2 separate regions of the Capsicum annuum genome follow, and region 2 is linked to region 1. Evidence: chromatin contacts called from public Hi-C data. All regions are on one chromosome and are shown on one strand. The core of a region is the stretch at or near the end of the contact, and the rest is flanking DNA. Distances in the headings are between cores, read along the strand shown.

Region 1 (2,624 bases), core at 89-2,588:
AATAGAAATCTAATCTTGACACTTTTCTTGGGAAATCATGGATTGAAAGGCTTGAATTCTTGCCTTGAAGGAAACCCTAATTTCTCTTTGTTCTTGAGAGTGGAAAGGATTAAGAGTGATGAGAAACTGATATTTTGTCAGTTAATAAGGTGTAACGCATGATTTAAGTCGTGGGGTTGGGGTTTGAGGTGAGTAAAATACCAAAATACCCCTAAAGAAACCAAAGAAAATTGTAAAAATTCTTCAGTTAACGACCAAGGTTGACGGCCCGTCAGTTAGGTGATGGCTCGTCACTTAAGTCGTCACTTTCAGGCTGGAATTTCCCCCTTACTGTCTTAGACTGACAACTAGAGCTCATGGGTCGTCACTTAGTTGATGGCTCATCAGCTTAGTCGTCACCTAAGTGATGGCTTATCAGCGTAGTTGTCACTTAGTTGATAAACAGATACTTCGAAGTAAAATGAGCATAACTTTCTACTCCGATATCGGATTAAGGTGAAATTAGTTGATTTGGAAAGAGGACTCAAAGATATTTCTTTTGGTATATGGTAGGCCATGTAACTCATTATATACTAGGATTAATGGTCGTTGAAAATTGACCCAAGATGAAACGTTCAATAAAACTTAATTGATAGAAACGTTCTCAACTCGTCTTTGAGTTAGGACATATTTGTGACCTCGATTCATATCCAAAGGTATTCCCACACTATAGAATTGATCATAACACATATTAACAAGGAATCATTGAGTTCGGGTTCATACGTGTAGAAACAACGGTTTGAAATCTACCCCGAAAAATGTGGAGTGTTACATTAGAACATGGAAAATCTTATATATACGATCTCTCGTCAAAAGAGTCTTATTGCTTTATCAATATTTTCTTGTTTTACGCATGCTAAATAAATGAATGCGCAATATAGCATGTACATTTGGATGTACGTGTATAATAGAATGGTGAAGTCAAAACTTAAAATTTTGGAGACCATTATTTGTCAAAGACATAAAGCTGCATGTTGCTTCTAAGAGGACTCAATAATTTTGACCACAACAAATGTTCACACCTTCATTCAAAGGATTGATATATTTTTAGCTTTTTAGTATAGTTTTATTTAATTATAATATGCTATTACTGTTTTTATACACGTTATTGCGTAAAATTTAATATATAGAGTTATCTATTGATGTAACATGATAGTATAAAAATTCTATTCTTTATATTGTCTGAACATTAAAATAATGATTTGAAATAGAAAATGAAATTTTGAGTGTCACCCAATCCGAAAGTGCATAAGATTCAACAATCCCCCCCCCCCCCAACCAATTTTTAGTAAAAAAAAAACACAATTATGACGACCAATCTCTTCTAATTCGTTCAGGTGATTAAGGAAGTAAATGATCAGTTAGGTTAAGGTAAAAGAAATTTTCTTGATTATAATGGGGAAGCCATAATGATTCAACATAAAAAAAAGGTTAAAAGTTAAAAACTAATTTTGACATCTCTCCTAGAGTAAAGATTTTGATAGAGTCGTGGCAATTATTAAAAAAACATGTTTTTCAAGGAGATTCTTTAAAAATTAGCCCTGGTTTTAGCTATTTAGGTTGAACCCTTTATAAATATATGTATGGAAAAAACTTTCAAACCTGTTGGCATATTATTAAACATGACCTCTTAAAAGTGGTTCAAGCTTTCTTTTGTGGTCACAATATGCCTAAATATTTTTCTCATGCTTGTTTGTTCTTACTCCCAAAAGTAAATCATCCAAATAAAATTTCAGAATACAGACCCATAAGCCTGAGTAATTTCACTAATAAAATTATTTTCAAGATGATTACTCTCAGACTAGCACCAATCCTTCCCAATTTGATTTCTCCCAACCAATCAGGATTCGTGAAGCGCAGAAACATTTCAAAAACTATTATCCTTGCTCAAGAGATCATCCACAGTATCAAGAAGCCTAATGAAGGTGGGAATGTTGTGATTAAATTAGACATGGCTAAGGCTTACAACAGAGTTTCTTGATCCTTTACTTGTCTGGTTCTCAGGAGAATGGGCTTCGGAGAAGGTATTATTGATATGATATGGAGAACTATATCCAATAATTGGTATTCCGTTATTGTTAATGGATCTAGACATGGTTTCTTTCATTCTACTAGAGGCTTAAAACAAGGTGATCCTCTTTGTTTTGCAGAAAATTTTGACTAATTTAGAGAGTCGCCACTTAATTTTGAAAAGAAATTAAGAAACATTTTAAACGATCCAAAACAGAAAAATCATTTAAAATTTATAGATTCTGAGTAAGCAGTTCCTATTAACATTTTAGGAAAGTGCTAGGCACCTAAAACATCCGCTAACTTGCGATTATCTAGACTGTTTGAAAACATATTTTGATTAACTTCTAAAAAGATTACTTTGTTGAAAAGTGATTGATTTTTAAGAAAAGACTTGTATAAAATAGATTTATGCGACTTAATAGGGATTTTAACTAAGTCTAAACAAAACTAATAAGCAAATAAACACATACAAAGGGGAAGGGAGGAGAAAGTAAAAGATTTAGAACATTGGACCCAAATCAACAAAACCTGTCCTAAACTAGATTTTGAGCCCTTGGCCCATAACCTGTCTT
Region 2 (2,624 bases), core at 45-2,544, 230 kb before region 1:
AGCTGGCAGAAGTTCTCCGAAATGTGATAACAAAAGACCTCTAAAGGCTGGTGTTGCAAATTCTCGCTCATTGCAGGTTACTAAAGTAGGAACTGAGCCGAGATGGTTTATCCTTAGTGGGCATCGGCTGCAAAGAAAGGAATTTGAGAAGGTCATCAAACGCTTGAAAGGAAATGTATGCAGAGATTCTCATCAATGGTCATATCAGGCAACTCATTTCATTGTTCCTGATCCAGTTCGCAGAACTGAGAAATTGTTTGCTGCTGCCGCCTCTGGAAGGTAATGCATCAATAATCATGATTTACAGTAGTGCCGACTTTACTGGTAAACTGATTGGTGTATTGATTCTTGCAGGTGGATCCTGAAGTCCGATTATTTAACAGCTAGCAATGAAGCTGGAAGATTGTTGGATGAAAAAAAATATGAATGGTACAAAAAGGGCTTAACAGAAGATTTAGCAACCGACTTAGAGGCTCCAAGGAAGTGGCGGCTCCTGAGGGAGAGAACTGGACATGGTGCATTTTATGGAATGAAGATAATCATATATGGAGATTGCATTGTACCACCATTGGTGAGTTATTTTGCACTTGGTCACTGAGTACCTTGTAATTGGTCACGGGTTCAAGCCTCAGAAATAAGCCTCTGGTAGAAATGCAAGGTAAGGCTGCGTACAATACACCCTTGTGGTGGGGCCCTTCCCCGGACCCTGGGCATAGCGGGAGTTTTAGTGCACCGGGCTGCCCTATTTTTTGTCTTTAATATCTCAATATTGCTACTTTTTGTTAAATCAGGATACACTGAAGCGTGCTGTCAAGGCCGGAGATGGTACTATATTAGCAACTTCACCTCCATACACTCGCTTCCTTAACTCAGGCGTCGATTTTGCTGTTGTCGATGAGACCATGCCTCTTTATGATATGTGGGTTCAAGAATTCCTAAGGTGTGAAATACCTTGCATTTTGCCTGATTACTTGGTGGCTTATGTGTGCAAGCCCGGTTATCCCCGTGACAATTATGTACAATACAATACTCATACTTGGGTAGAAAGGTCACTGAAAAAACTGGCAGATTGCTTGGAAGAGTTGGTTGCGGATATGGTGCCACCAGATGACAACAGTAAGATGGAATGCTGATAGTGTTGATGAAATGACTTCTATGGATTTATATTGATATTTTATGTTTTTTTCTGTGACCATGCTGTGAATGTATACCTGAGGAAGACTGGTTTTGCCTAGACTATAGCAAGAATAGTATGAAGATAACTACGTGCCGGATGCAGGTGTTAGAGACTGTATAATTTTGTATAGAGCAGTGTATTGTTGCCATTTCTTGGTACCAATTTTCTTATGCCGGAGTCTGCGGATCATGATTTGAGCCTGAAAGCGCATCTCGAACAATTATTATTTTTCTTAAGATTGTATCTAATGATTAAATGTGTTGTTTGTCATCTATGTCAACACGGCTAGAATATATCTCAATTTTTTGTTTCTTCAAGAAACTTTCTTGGATTCAATTTATCCTTGTGCCTTAGCATTGGTTTCATGTGCTAACCAAGCCCACTTGCCAAGTGTACCTCCCTCTTTTTCCAAGAGCCCTTGAGGAGTCAAACATATTATCCTGGATGTTAAGATCAATTTGACTCTTCTACTGCAAACGGAGTTATTAGAGATGAATGATACACTTTTAAGTATAAATAGCTAAATTAATGGATTTGCATTATAACCTACTAACAAATTGTTTGTTTGTGATAATATTTAATTGGATCGTCAAACATATTATCCAGGATGTTAAGATCAATTTGACTCCTATACTGCAAACGGAGTTATTAGGGACGAATGATAAGTACAAATAACTAAATTAATGGATTTGTATTATAACCTACTAACAAATTGTTCGCTTGTGATAATATTAAATTGGATCATCAATATTGCTGTTGGCATTCTTACAGAAAACAATGGACAAATTTGAGAAAAAGCATATTGAAACTCTAAACGAATACTCTTTCAAAATTAAGCAGACCTTTTAAAACAGGTAACTTACATAAATTTCGGATTTTTTAATGGGTTCTAACACTTCATCCCATAATTTTGTTTAATTACATCATATCCTGGATTTTAAAGTTTTGATACATTTATTATATCGTGATACATATAGGTTGTAATACATTTAAAATAAATTATTTTTTAATTAAGGAAGTAACAGATTGTCATTTATTCTGAGGAGTAAATCATGCACAATCAATTACTGAATTTCTAAAATACACAAAAGCAACAATACCCACGATCAACTTTCAAATTTCAAGAAAACCATATGTATTGATTTCAATTGTATCGAAAAATTTCTTCCTTCTTCAATTTTTTGATTATTTTTAATGCTGATTATATCTGTGTTGTTGCGGCATTCCGGTATTTGAGTTTCACAGATTAGGTACAACAACTATCGGGTTGACGTCATTGTGATTCATGAAAATGCTTCGTACTGATATTTAATGGATGATATATCAATTCAATTGAAAATTGATGAATCTCTGAAAAAAAATTCATGCCAAATATGTTGTTCAAAGAAACTCATCAGTAATGGAGATTCATAATGATATGTCTGTGGTTTTTTTTTTTTTTGATATT

The links. A called contact is a pair of places that touch in the nucleus more often than the background predicts.
Region 2: a Hi-C map of leaf shows a contact between it and region 1, with 2.3 times the contacts expected there. The contact joins two enhancer-like sites. A contact is called at or near these places in 2 of 5 Hi-C or Micro-C datasets (bud and leaf).

The regions. Positions count from the first base shown.
Region 1 is chr1:161,193,850-161,196,473 of UCD10Xv1.1, reverse strand. It overlaps LOC107840978 (a long non-coding RNA gene), which reads right to left. Exons shown (of 2, transcript XR_001665354.2): 2 at 2,478-2,624. Among protein-coding and RNA genes, the nearest start is that of LOC107840978, 4.2 kb to the right of the region's middle. Within about 2 kb of position 1,338, at least 3 of the 5 cell types and tissues checked have an H3K27ac peak or open chromatin away from gene starts, as enhancers often do. A contact at or near this core is called in leaf, where this site is marked.
Region 2 is chr1:161,419,126-161,421,749 of UCD10Xv1.1, reverse strand. It overlaps LOC107840966 (BRCT domain-containing protein At4g02110), which reads left to right. Exons shown (of 10, transcript XM_016684933.2): 8 at 1-279; 9 at 355-571; 10 at 792-1,478. The coding sequence ends at 1,133. Among protein-coding and RNA genes, the nearest start is that of LOC107859281, 17 kb to the right of the region's middle. Within about 2 kb of position 1,294, at least 3 of the 5 cell types and tissues checked have an H3K27ac peak or open chromatin away from gene starts, as enhancers often do. A contact at or near this core is called in leaf, where this site is marked.